Regions from separate parts of the Macaca mulatta genome. Here region 2 is linked to region 1. A link is a contact called in public Hi-C data. All regions are on one chromosome and are shown on one strand. The core of a region is the stretch at or near the end of the contact, and the rest is flanking DNA. Distances in the headings are between cores, read along the strand shown. Region 1 holds the start of LOC114669982. Region 2 overlaps JMJD1C (jumonji domain containing 1C).

The links. A called contact is a pair of places that touch in the nucleus more often than the background predicts.
Region 2: a contact with region 1 is called in a Hi-C map of fetal cortical plate, with 2.3 times the contacts expected there. The contact joins the enhancer-like site here to the promoter of LOC114669982 in region 1. A contact is called at or near these places in 3 of 14 Hi-C or Micro-C datasets (fetal cortex germinal zone, fetal cortical plate and liver).

The regions. Positions count from the first base shown.
Region 1 is chr9:86,328,997-86,336,374 of T2T-MMU8v2.0, reverse strand. LOC114669982 reads left to right here and starts at 3,174. Exons shown (of 1, transcript XM_028826600.2): 1 at 3,174-5,543. The coding sequence starts at 3,174. The coding sequence ends at 3,794. All of the region lies in intron 2 of JMJD1C (jumonji domain containing 1C), which reads right to left.
Region 2 is chr9:86,596,601-86,603,978 of T2T-MMU8v2.0, reverse strand. JMJD1C (jumonji domain containing 1C) reads right to left here. Exons shown (of 26, transcript XM_077946712.1): 9 at 6,243-6,415; 10 at 3,779-5,982. Among named protein-coding and RNA genes, the nearest start is that of NRBF2, 77 kb to the left of the region's middle. Within about 2 kb of position 4,693, at least 12 of the 40 cell types and tissues checked have an H3K27ac peak or open chromatin away from gene starts, as enhancers often do. A contact at or near this core is called in fetal cortical plate, where this site is marked.

The DNA of each region.
Region 1 (7,378 bases), core at 1,925-4,424:
TGTTTGCTACCACGGTGTGGTAAAAAAATAATTTAATCCCAAAGATATCCATGTCCTAATCCCGGGATCCTACAACTGTTACATTACATGGGAAAGGAGAATTAAAGTTTATATGGAGTCATGGTTCACAGGCGGCAAGATTATCCTGGATTATGTCAACTGGCCCAAAGTAATCAACAGGGCACTTAGAAGTGTAAGGGGTAAGCAGGAGAGTCAGAAGGAGATGACTAGGGAAAAATGGTCAGAGAGCTACAACTGGGTTGGCTTTTTTTAAGATGGAGGAAGGGGGCCATGAGCCAAGGAATGTGGATAGCTTCCAAAAACTAGAAAAGGAAAGAAAATGGATCTCTCCTAGAATAAACAGTCTTGCCACACTTTGATTTTAGCCCAGCAAGATTCAGGTCTTTTCATCATAGTTTCATCTCTAGAACTACCAAATATTAAGCGTATAACATTTAAACCACCAAGATTACGTTAATTAGTTAAAACAATTATAGAAATTTAATGCACGTGGCAATTCCTCATACATAAGACCCAAAATAAGAATAACTGATTGTCTTTGAGACACAGCATTCCCTCAACTACTTTCAAGTTCTTATCATTATCCTTCCGAATCATGTGCCACAGGTGTATTCAGCCAGGACTTCTAATATACTTATAGGTTTTTAATTAAACATATTTGTAGCTTTAAAAAAAAAAATCACAAGCTAGCCTATTCAACATTTTCCATATAATTTCATTTTATATATTTATTTGTTTATTTACAGACAGGATCTCATTCTGTTGCCCAGGCAGAAGTGCAGTGGCATAATCTTGGCTCACTGCAGTCTCAACCTCAACCTCGCTGAGCTCAGGTGATCCTCCCACCTCAGCCCTCCGAATAGCTGGAACCACAGGCGTTGCACCACTATGCCCGGCTAATTTCTGTATTTTTTGTAGGAACAGGGTTTCACCATGTTGCCCAGGCTGGTCTCAAACTCCTGCGCTCAAGTATCTTCCCATCTCAGTCTCCCAAAATGTTGGGTTTACAAGCATGAGCCACTGTGCCCAGCCTAATTTCATTTAACTTAAAATCTACTCTGCAGTAATCACAGTCTAACAGGAATATTACATTATGTTAATGCTAAACTGTTCCAAGTTTCGTTTAAGAAATATGAATGTAAGAAAATCTGGAAATAAATCTAAAATGGTAGATTCTAGGCTAAAAAAACTAAATTAGTAATATTCAAATTTTCAAATAAAGACTTAAGATAAAAAACTCATCAAGGGTTCACATAGTTATGGTTCAACATACATTTTTCTTTTTTTGGTAAAATCAGATACGGTGAAATGTAAAGATAGTATCAATTCAATAAGTTTTGACAAATATATATATTTATATATATATTTACTTGTGTAAATATATATACCTGTGTAACCAACAATCAGGATAGGAAACATTTCCATAACCTGAAGAAACTCTTTCCCATTCTTTCCAGTCAATCTCTACCATCCACAGATAATTTATTTTTTAATATCCAGCTTAATACCTTACCATTTACTAATATATGTAAACCTTCTCTTTACAACACTTAAATTCTCAACTAAGAAAGCAATAAAGTCATTTATATATAGATTTTTTTTTTCCTTTTTTAGAGATGGGGGGGTCTCACCTATGTTGCCCAGGCTGGACTCCAAGTCCTGGGCTCTAGCAATCCTCTCACCTCAGCCTTTTACACAAACAAAATAAAAGTAGTTACTGATGGAACTCCCAATTTCTAGAACCACTAACATCAGCAATACTTCTTAAGGAAGATTATACACTTTTGTACGAAAATAACCAGCCAAAACCTTCAAAACTACTTCTATTTCCTGTTAGAAACACCTATTAGCAAAACATACCTATTTTGCAACGTCGAGTCAACATTAATACATGCCGCATTAACTATATCACTGACTACAGTGATGAAAACCCGAGTTTACAAAACATTCAGAAACTATTAAAACAGGTAGGTAAAAAACATTAGGTAGATACCTGTACAGATATTACAGTGAATTTGGAATTGTAAGCTTGCATGCATACAAGGGGAAAAAAATATTCCTAAATTTGAAATTTTCAGTGAAAAAATAAGTGGCTCAGGGCACTACAAATAAATTTCATAGATAACGTATTCATAAATCAACCTTGGGAAGTCTAGTCTATGTCTTGTCTCTACTACGCCCCTTACCTTCAAGCTGCCCCTCAGTGAGAATGCACTTGGGAACACAACAGAGCATATTACAGCTCAAAATCACGCACATACCTACACTACTCAAAGAAAACACTGGCAGTGTCACACATAAGAAAGCAAAAGAAAAAAAAAGACAATCAATTCTGCATGGCATTTAACATTTTAATTGACATTTTTCGTCTTATTTAAAACCATATAAAACCCAGAAACAGCTTGACTCCAAAGCACTGCATCTTTCTAACAAAAAAAGTACACTGGGCACAGAAAGAAAGAGATTACCCTCCATACCAAAATTTTTCACTTTTATAAACCTTTCCGGTTAGAAAGCCAAGCATCTATTAAGGTGAGGATAAACCCGGGCACCGCCACCACCACCACGGCCTCTGCCTCTAAAACACAAAGGAATCCCCGGACTGTGTGGGAACGTCTCTGTCCTTTCCTCCCTCCCTTTCAGCAAACTTACAGGACAAGTTTTAAGTCTCGAGCTACAACACTATGAACACTTTTCCAAGAAAAGAGATGCCAGGGAAGCTGGCCACCTATCGCTATGAGTGGTCCGCCCCCTACCCCTACCTGCCCGCGCGGCGCCGGACTCGCAGCTCCGCCTTTTGGGGAGGTCTCCGCGGCCGCCCAGGCGCCACAGTGGGCAGCTGCGGTCGACCCCTCCGGGATTGGGGGCAGGGCGGCCTCCGCGGCTATCCCGGGAGTCCCGCTCCGACACCGCCTCCCCTGGGGAAGCCGCTCGCAGAGAGGCAGGGACCCAGGCAAGGGATGCGGGCAAACAAGCCAAGGGCTCGGCAGAGGGGCGTGACCGCCAGTTGGCCGGGCTGAGCGAGGTGCCAGAGGGAAGCCCGCAAGGTACGTCTGCGAGAGCCGGGTGCGGACGCGGCAGGGGGGAAGGGGGGCGCTCGCTCTCTTACCGCCAGGTCCGGATTGCGGCTGTCCCTGTGTGACACGGCTCGGATGACCCCCGCTCGCCAGCCGCGTCCGCTCTCCCAGCGCTCCGGACGCGCCTCGTCGCTGACCGCCACACACAGGAACCGCTTCCCCACCAGCTCCGGCCGCGTCTCCACCGCCATAGCCGTCGCTGCCGAAGCGACCGCTGCCTCCTCCAGGGCGAGGGAACCGGTGAAACCTCGCTCCTACCGGCCGCTCATGCTGAGGAGAGCGAACCGGGGCACGGCAGCGGCCCCGAACGAGCGCAGACTCGGGGCGCACTGGCCGCTCTGCCCCGGACACAGCGACCTCGGTCCCTCCCCCAAACACTCCTCTGGAATCCCAGATTCGCAGCGTTGGGCTGCAGCGCCACACAAGAAAAGTGAGAGAAAACCCAACACGGCCGTCGAACACCCAGAGGCAGCCCAGCCGCCGCCACCGCACCGCGGCCAGTACTGCTCCGTCTCCGTCCCCGGGCAGCGGCGACGCGCAGCGCGTCTCCTTCCGCCGGCGCGGGCGGGGCAGGAGCCGCGGGAGGGTCGGCGGAACCACCGCAGACGGAAAGTAGTGCCCAGCCTTGCGGAGGCGGCGGCCGCCACGGGGTCCTCCGAGATCCAGAGGTGGCGGCGGCGGCAGACCAAGAAATGAAGCCGGCCGCGGGGAAGTAGGCGACAGCTATTCAAAGCTTTTGGGGGTCTACCTGTGTATTCGTTGCTCCCTCAGAAGTGGAGGTGAGGGGAAAGTGAAGTGTAGTGGTTCCACTTTGATCACAAAATAAACTCCAGGGTTGACGCCTCACCCCCGGCGCGATGTTCAGAGCACACGGCGCCCGCCGCCTGAGTTAGCCTGAATTAGCAGTACCGCAGTACCAGCAGCAGAGCAGGACAACACTTCTACTGAAAACTAAGCCCCAAAGTCACAGCAGAACCAACCGTTCATGACTTCAAGGGAAAACGAAGGGGAAAATATCATCCTTTTCTTTTGTAGCGATACTAATTACATGTTTAAGCTATTCAGAGATTTAAATTCGTCACTGCTTTATTATAAGAACAGTAAATGCTCCGTGGCGGGCCCTTGTCAACGTCCTGAAATTTCACAAACCTTGTCTGCGACAGTCTTAGTGCTTTTAGTACTAGTACATACCTCAAACACACAGGTAGGTCGGATAATAACAGCAGAGAAAATCCCCAGATTCAGTTATTAGAAAATACCACGGAAACAAAAGGATTTTAACCAATCACAATTCAAGAAAATAAATTATATTTATTTCCCATCCAATTACAATAGGACTCCCTAACCTACACACAGATCTCTTGGAACACTCTTCTTTGATCAACTTCTTTAATTGTTATAAATCAAACCTCCCTACAGATGTCAGCGAGCAGTTCGATTTCAGGCACACTTTATACTGCTTTTTTATAGGTAGTTTTAAAAATCCCAGTTGTGGTTTTTCAGTGGCATTAGTGATTACAGTCCGCTTAAAAATTCTTCTAGTCCAATAAAATATTCTAAATTTCAGTCTCTTAGAGATTTTCCTGAACCTCTATTTTAAAAAAGTTTAGTAATCTGAATGTTTAAATAACTATAAGGCTTTTATCTGTTTTCTCTAGAACACTCAAGCTGGGCAATTTGAAATGGAGAAACATGACCACTGCTAATAGGTTAGAAACCAAAATTATAAGGAAGATGGATTTTAATAATCATGGTCGAATTTTGCTAATCTAAAGACCAAACACAGAACTGTAATAAATAGGCTGGGCGCGGTGCCTAACGTCTGTAATCCCTGCACTTTGGGAGGCGGATCACCTGAGGTCAGGAGTTCGAGACCAGCCTGGCCAACATGATGAAACCCCCTCTCTACTAAAAGTACAAAAAATTAGCTGGGGGTGGTGGCGCGCGCCTGTAATCCCAGCTACTCAGGAGGCAGCACTCGGAGAATCGCTTGAACCTGGGAGCCGGAGATTGCAGTGAGCCGAGATCGCACCACTGCACTCCAACCCGGGGAACAAGAGCAAAAACTCAGTCCCCCGAAAACAACAACAAAAAGCTCTAATAAATTAAAAAGGCAAAACATATCCAAAAATGCACATTGGCAAGTTGAGAGAAAAACTTAATTTTGCTTGGGCAATTTTATTTCCAAGTCCACTTTTTCAGTGTACACTGTATAATGAAGAATTACAGATGAAGATTTCTAAAATCAATGTAGATTAAGGAGCCAGTAAAGTGGCTTGGTGACAATAATCCAACATATGTAAGGATACAAGAGAGCCGGGCGCGGTGGCTCACGCCTGTAATCCCAGCACTTTGGGAGGCCGAGACGGGCGGATCACGAGGTCAGGAGATCCAGACCATCCTGGCTAACACGGTAAAACCCCGTCTCTACTAAAAATACAAAAATATTAGCCGGGCGCAGTGGCAGGCGCCTTAGTCCCAGCTACACGGGAGGCTGAGGCAGGAGAATGGCATGAACCCGGGAGGCGGAGCTTGCAGTGAGTGGAGATTGGGCCACTGCACTCCAGCCTGGGCGACAGAGCGAGACTCCGTCTCAAAAAAAAAAAAAAAAAAAGAGTAGGCAGATCAACATCCAGATACCAACTCATCAATGATCTGCTTTGTGACCATGCGCATGATGCAATTGTAAAAATGCAAAAATGCCTGAATCCTAATTTTCAGTGATATCCTAGGAGCAAATGAAAAATAGATAAAGTCATTTGAGAAAAACATGCAAATTCATCAGTTATTACATAAATCCCACTCACCAAATTACATTCTTAGGAGTATAGGTTGCTGGTTGCCTTACATAAATAAAAACTGCCAGCTGTTTTCAATTTTGTAGGCAAACTGCTCTACATGGGCCCTTAGGAACTCCCACTACATGTTGAATTCCACCCTTTTCAGTCTTCTGAAAAGCACGTAATCCAACAAACCAATCAAAATATTTCATGTATAGAAACAAAGTTTTTCAGGAGGGCATATATCCCTGTAATATTTTTAATCAAATATCTTAATATTCTTAGAACTATAGGCCAAATTCTGTTCTACTAATCCCTTGACTACAGTCAATGCCTAGAGTTTACACTAATTCGTGGATATTTTGCTGTTGGAAAAACTTAAAAGTACATTTTTAAAAATGTAGAATAAAAAGTCATTAAAGATTTTTTGCTTGTTTGCTGGCATTTTTTGCTTCGTTTTGTATCAAGGGGTATTTGTATTATTTTATTTTTGCCAGCAAATCATAACATTGTAAATAACAATGAATTAAAAAATTTTTTCAAGTCGGTTTTGAAACTTCAGAGTATTTGTTTCTTTTTTTTTTTTTTTTTTTTTTTTTTTTTTTTTTTTTTTTTTGAGACGGAGTCTCGCTCTGCCACCCAGGCTGGAGTGCAGTGGCCGGATCTCAGCTCACTGCAAGCTCCGCCTCCCGGGTTCACGCCATTCTCCTGCCTCAGCCTCCCGAGTAGCTGGGACTACAGGCTCCCTCGCCCGGCTAGTTTTTTTTTTTTTTTGTATTTTTTAGTAGAGACGGGGTTTCACCGTGTTAGCCGGGATCGTCTCTCGATCTCCTGACCTCGTGATCCGCCCATCTCGGCCTCCCAAAGTGCTGGGATTACAGGCTTGAGCCACCGCGCCCGGCCGTTTCCTTACATTCTTTACTTCCATAAAGATACTCGGAAACAGAAGAGTGATGGTATTTGTTTTCATTATACAGGCAGAAAGAATGACAGTGAAGTACTTAAAATAACTAAGTTTACTTATAGAAGCTGAAAATTAGAAATATAAATTAGATTTTCTAGTCTTTCCATCGCCACATGTAAATATGTCCATTAAATATGCCTACACACACATCAATTCAAGCAAACCTCATACATCAAATATCTTAATCTACACCAAAGATTGGGAGATTATTTGATTTTTTCCCTTTTTAGAAGTTCACAAAAATTTATTCATAAAAACAACTTGGGCTAGGTGGTGGCATGTGCCTGCTGTCCCAGCTTCTCTGGAGGCTGAAACTGGAGGATCTCTTGAGTCCAGGACTTCTAGTTCAGGCTGGGCAACATCACAAGACCCTGTCTCTAAAAAAATCTTTAAAATACAAAGAAACCCCACAAACTATTTCGTTTGTTTTTTAAAAAACTGACTTATAAAGGAAGAAAATGTATTCACTGCATAAGAACCATAATTATCTACTTAATTATCAGTGATTAACAGTTCATGAAGTTTAGTTTGAATAA
Region 2 (7,378 bases), core at 3,444-5,943, 270 kb before region 1:
AATTGTTATACTGCTGATAAGCTTTTATTTGATACACTTGCTTCTAATCATCTATTTACTTTTCAATTTATTACACTAGAATAAACTAAATACAGTCTATTTCCATTTTTATTATATGCCTTTAATTCCAGATAATGGAACAGTTCAGAGTATGGATCACCATACCACTGTGAACAAGTTAGATAGTACTAAAGAATCAGACATTTCAAAGTGCAAATCTCAATTATGTGACACAAAACAGGCACTTGGAGCTTTTTTCAATAAAATAATAAATGAGTACAAAGACTTAAAAGGCCCAATTCATACGGAGAGCTTTTGATATTATAATTTTTGCTTATAGACAAGGCCACACACGACTGCAACTAACTCCTTTTATGAATTTAACTGTCATAGTATTTGTACAATAAAGAAAACTTCATCCTTCAATTCCATATATATATACTTTACTGGCAATATATAAAATATAAAAGTTTGAGATTAAGATACTTAGTCAACAAAAAAATACCTAACTCAATGGATACTTCTTCATTTATAGTAAGAACCTTAGTTCTCTAGTAGCAAATCCACAAATAGCTGCTCTAACAGAAAACTGGGGAGGAAGAAAATAAGAGACAAATACTCGCCAAACATTAATCTCTAATATGCCACCCCCTTAAAAAAATATTTTTTTGGAGATATAGAAATTAACTGTGATCATAAACCACTGGTTTTGTGTATTGTAGAATTTATATATTTAAATATAGTGGCAGTTTCAGATCATAAAATTAAATGTAAAAATTATATAAAATGTAAGATAGAAGTAAATGAAACATAAAAATCAGTGGCGAAAAAGTGGCTGACTTTTAATTAAGAGAAACAAAGAGGTAGCAGATAGGAAAACATTCCAAAACAGTAGATAAAACAGAATCTATTATATCTAGCTTTAATGTACTAAGAAACACACTATTATGTGTATGTGTATATAAAATATATAATTATACATGTATCATGGCGTACATAATCACATTACACAGTTGAGGTGTAAGCCTAACTCATTCTTTTTGATTAACCATGACTGATGACAATTCTATTAAACATTAGAAAGAGAATGGACATTATTTAATCTATGAAGTAGATAATCCATTCATATTTAGAAGTTCCCTGACTTATGAAAACTACCAACTTAAAGAACTTTTCTGTGCTCAGGAGACTGAGGCAGGAGGACTGCCTGAGACCAGGAGTTGGAGGCTGCTGTGCACTATGGTTACACCTGTGAATAGCCACTGCACTCCAACCTGGGCAATATAGGGAGACTGTCTCTAAAAAATATTTAAGGAAAAAAAAACTTTTCTAGGTAGCCTAGAAGAAAAGCAAGTCAACTCTGTCCACAATTAACAGATGACATCTAATATTGACTTAATATTACTTTGGACTTGGTGAACAAATGGGTCATAAAACAGCCTCTCTAAAGCTACATGCTAGTTACCAAGCAGGCGAGATTTGACTAAACATTACAACCTGGGGAGAAAATAGGCACTCATTCTGGTCCTTTTCTTAGAACTTACTTGTGAATATGTATATTCGTCTCAAGATGAAAAGAGAATACATATTTCACTAAGACTTAATTTTATAAATTTAACTTCACGAGAGTTTTCTAGGCATTAAAACCTGGAAGGTACCTATCTGGTTTTTTTGTTTTTGCTTTTTAAGTTTTACTCAAGTATCTGAACACCCAACACCAAAGGAAATGTCATATAAAACAGAAAAGAAACAATTAAATTGCTCACACTAAGCCTATTATGAATTCATGGGGGCAGTGAGGGAGAGTAAGGGGAACACATAAGAAAAAGAAACTCTGTATATAATCCAATATTCAAGTAAATGGCAGGTATCCTTCGATGTTAATCCCCCTCTCTGTCTTCTGACTATGCTTGCATTTCAGTCTGTCAGTCTCTGGCTCTAGTTGAGTTTGTCCTTTGTTCTTTCACTTTCTGACTGTCCTTTTCTATGACTCCATCCTCCTGTTTTCCTCTCCTTCACTTTGCCTCTGGTTTCCACACAGGCATGTGGGAAAACCTCATTCAGTTAAAAAGCACAAATGGGAGCCTTCAAGCATCCAAGTGCTTGTGAAAGTACTTCTTGAGTGTCCACACTGTCACAGATATTTCATATATTGTATGTGGATGAACACACGGACATAGTGAAACTAAGTGCTTTCTGCATTGTGCAACATACCTAAAAAGAAATAAGCAAACTGAGAAAAACTACTACTAGAGTAAAATGATATAGAAACACTTTATAGTGAATATTACTGTTAAGTATCCCTTAGTTTGTCCAGCTGTTGCCACAAAGGATATAAAATCAGTTTTGAAGCTATTAATTTGGTAATTCTTTAACATCAAAATGAATACACAAAACCACAAGCCTCCCCTTATATTAATTTTTACCCATTAAGGACTGTTTGAATGAGCAGCATTAAATAGATAATAATTTCCATAAGCTTCCCATTTTGTCACCAGATGATATAAGAGTGAAATATAGTCCACATTCATATTACTCTGAAGTAAAATTGGCCCTCCATTAACTGTGGGTTCTAAACCCATGGGTTCAACCTACCATGGATCAAAAATACTCAAGAGAAAAAAATATTCTACAAAGTTCCAAAAAAGCAAAACTTTAACTTGCCATGTGCAGAGTACTATGTTCAATCCTGCATGAATGAAGTGATGTGTAAGGATTGTGTTAGGCATTATAAGGAATCTAGAGATGATTTAAAGTATATGGGAGGATGTGTGTAGGTTTCACGCAAATATAGTCATACACTATTAGGCAATTTCCTCATTGTGGGAACTTCATAGAATGTACTTACACAAACCCAGCTTACAAAGCTGTACAGTATTTACTGTACTTTATACTATAGATAATTGTAACACAAAGTATTTACGTATCTAAACAAAGAAAAAGGTATAATAAAAACATAGTCTTACAATCTCATGAGACCACTGTCATATATACATTCCATCATTTTTTGTTTATTTTTTGAGACATGGTCTTGCTCTGTTGCCCAGGCTGGAGTGCAGTGGTGCAGTCATGGCTCACTGCAGCTTCAACCACCCCAGCTCAAGTGATCCTCCTGCCTCAGCTTCCCAAAGTGATGGGATTACAGGAGTGAGCCACTGTACCCAGCTGTGCATTCTGTCACTGACTGAAAAGTTGTTATGCAGCACATGACTGTACTATGCTATTTTATATAAGGGATGTGCACATCTGTGAATTTTGGTATCCGTGGGGCGGGGGGGGTCCTGAAACCAATCCCCCACAGGTATACCCAGGGACAAGTGTAACTGTCTTCTAGAAATGTGCCTCAAAATATGCGTATGTGAGTAGCATTTCTTTCCTGACTACATCTTGGTAGAGGTAAATATCTTAGCTGATATTACGAATCCACTTTTGGTGTGACAGCCATAACTGCATTTTGACAATTCTTAAAAATGGCCAAAATACGAATAACTACTAAATTCCATGCTGAGTTATGCAAATTACCTACAATGACTGTCAGGTAAAACATATATTTCTACAAGTCTTTTAAAAATGGAGGAATAAGTGTTCTCTCATTTCCTCTTAAAGGGGAAATGTTTGTGAAATGTAGAAACGAGATCAATGAGCATACACATAAAGGTAAGGCATGCAAATGAAGACAAAGGATGCCTTTAAGCTCACTGATCTTTAAAGAAGCACACTAATTCAGCTAAAACATTCAGCCCATTTTACCTGAGATAAAACAAAGTAACTGACTTACTATTACTGTTGCTTTGCAACTTCAGTTTACTTTTTTCTTTGGCACTCCTGCTGAGAACTCCATTGGGTTTCAAATCTTCTTCTATTTCACCTTTTCTCTTCTGCAAATCATTTTGCTTCTTTTTGTAAGTTGGCTTAGGTTGTCTTTTAGTCCTTTGCTCTGACTTGCTTTCACTTTCATCTGAGTCTCCACTTTCAGAGCCAGATTCATAAGTTCTTTTGGCTTTTCTCCTATTGACTTTATCATCTTTTACATATTTATCAACTATGATCTTACTATCTACACTATTTTGTATATCACTAGATGTAGAGGCTATTAAATTGACAGAACATGGCTTAATAATTTCTGATACAGAATTCCCTGAATTTTCCATTTTATTAGTATTTTTATCTTCTTCTGAATGTCTGGTGAGCCAGGCCTTTTTCAGTTTAGTATGGTAGTTTGGTTGACTTGTCTGGGAAGCTTGCCCATTTCCTACAGAGTTTGCTTTGTTAATTGTACTACAGATTACAGTGCTATCAAGAGGAAGGGAGGCTGAAAGTGTCTGACTTTTTATAGCATTAGGTTCAGTCTCACTGACATTACTACTTTTATACTGAGCTGCAGCCAATGCTGCCTTGTGCTTTTTTAAATGGATAAAATCAGTTGTGCCTGAGAACCCAGAACTGGGTTGAACAACACTTCCTGTCTTACTACTGGCTAACGTAACTGGTGCTGTGGTGCTGACCTTGCATTCTTGTTTTTGAGCCACTGGCTGACTGACACTTTTTGAAGATGTACATTCTGATGATGTAGAGGCCAAAATGGTATTTGATAAAGAAGAAATTGCTTCTGAACCACCCCAGCTGGAAACACTGGTAGTATCGGCAGCAGATGTGATTACATCCGTTTTGGTATTACACATTGTATTTACAGACATGACTGAACTGGGAACACTGCCCTGTGAGACAGCCTGAAAGTTTTTTTCAGATTTTGTGTGAACACTGTCTGAATTCACATTTGGCAAAATGATTCTTCCAGTTTCTCCGGCTTCTGCTAGTTTGAGGCAATCTGTTTTATGTGCCCCAGCTGAAGATCTTTCACTAACTCGATCTTTAGAAGCTAACTGCACTGCTGGCATACTATCAGTTTTTGTACTAGAAGACGGACGCACAATGACAGATGCCATAGCAGCCTGTAACTTTCCGCTGCTTTTCTCCACATGCCATTCGGTTTTCTCTTTGCTGAAGTTATTATTAGGTCTCCACATCTCTGTCAAACTCTGTTCTGAAGAACTCTTAAAATTTGCCTGAGAGTCTTTTGGCTCGGGTATTAGAGTTGGAGGCTTCTGTGACTCTTGAATTTTACCACCAGCATTTACTGGCATCACAGGAGTTAAAGTTGGAGGGGAAAGGCTACTATAGCTGCCTTCCTTTCTTTCCAGGCTGTGATGGATTGGTGGGTGAAATACTGGTGCTCTATGTAATGCAGGCATACTGCGGAGTGTATTTGTAGAAGAAATTGTCAAATGGGTAGGACTCCTACAGTCATTTCTGAAGGCTGTTACTGAGTGAGATGCAATCTGATGAGGAAGATGTTCTGGTATCTTGCCTACTAAACCTTCACTTTCTGGTTGGTGTTTAATCAAAGGTGGAGGCTTTGAAAGAGATGTTATAAATGAAGTCAGAGTTTGAGGATTAGCTGCTGCTGCTGCAAGGGCATTACTCTGTTTATCACCATAAATATTTGAAATTTCTTTGGATGGGTATGATCTTGGTGGTTCATTGACCACACTATTAGACAATGTAGTGAAATAGTTACTTTGGGGTAAACTCTGAGGCACTGAGTGCTTCATTTTATAAAGATCTGATACTGAGCGTTCTACATCCATATCTTGTTTGATGGCATGGCTTTTAGGACTGGACGATGATGATGCCACTCTGGAATAATTCTCTCTCTCACCCTCAAGTCCCTTGATTTTAGTTGTAAAGGGAGCAACATCAATACTTTCTTGAAGAATTCGACGGTGTTCCTCTTTGTATTTGTTTAATCTCTCTCCAGTCTCCTGGGGTGGTCTCTGTAATTGATTTAATACTGGATCCACAAAATGCCTATGTAAGTGACAATCTTTTCCAGTCTGTGACCTATTTAGATCCAGGTCATTTTTTGCTGACGTGGATGCAACAGACCGTAATGGTTCCATAAAAGCTTTCCTTTCTAATTCTCTGCAAAGAAAATACACAAATATTTCTGTAACCACTTTTTCTTGCAAAATACAAAGATAGCTTCTATGCAATATCATTCTACTATGAAAGTAAAAGACATCTTTGCATGTACTCTATTATTATAACAAATTTGAAGAAATATCAAAACAGAACAAGCCTAATCTTAAGATATGTGTTAACTTAAAATTAACTGTTTAAAAGGCGAATTAAGAAAAATTATGAACAAGGTATTTATAATTTTTAAGCATTGGTGAACTTACTCCTTATGATGATCTACTAAAGTTTTTGTCAGTGGTGGACTGGAATGGGCTGTAATTTTAAGAGGCCGATGAGGCTCTGCACTGGAAGGTCTGACAGGAATGTGACTAAGTAATCCAATACCATCTGCTGAGGTCACAGGGGTGGGCTGATGTAGCCAAGGACTGGGAGAATTCTATTAAAAACAAAACAAAACAAAAAACCTAGATTTCAGTTACTAGAAAAAGCTAAACACCGTGTCACAGTAGGACTGGGTATGATCTTGGTGGTTTATGAGTTCATTCAAATAGCAGCTTATTTGGGAAACTTGTAACTTTTCTAAATACATCTTATGAGAAATAGTCAAATAATAACATAATTATACAGATTTTTCCATATCATAATCAGTATTAAATAACTTATTGTCATCTTACTAAAAATAGATCTTGAAATCAGTGCCTTTAATTTACTATAAATGCCATATACAGAACCTAGCTTATATGATTTCCTAAGATTTTAACAGCAAAAGAATATATATTGCTAACAGTAAAAACAGAATATTCCTAAAACACATTTCAGCAGAAGTAGAAATTATAACCAAATTAATTTGTCAATTTTTGTCAACAGAAATAATTAACTTTTCCAATGTAACAATTTACTGACAACTGGCAGATAATTACATTTCAAAACCCAAATGCACTCCTCATTTCACTCTAAGCTATAAACAAGATTGGACCATTAACCTTGGAGGTATAGAGGTCTAATAAAGTTAATTTTTTACATCAATATGCTGCCTGTCTCGTAACTGAATATAAGGTGACAGCAACCTCTACATCGAGACATGCAGCTATCTGATTACATGCTTAAGGATTTTTCTATATTCTTACTCACTGACATTCTTCCAGAACATGTTTTATGAATTTGTTAACAGGATGACAGTCAAATAGCAGGAAAATACAACCTCCTTTGTATTTTCTCTAATTTATTCCCTAACAAAGGGAATACATTTTACTTCTTAAAATAATGCAAAAGCAATATATCATGCCAAAAATATACTGCTATGAAATTAGATTAAAAACATACACTATAGCCATAAACCCCACATAAGAGAAAAATACATAAATATACACATAAGGATCAAATATGTGTCTCAAACGGC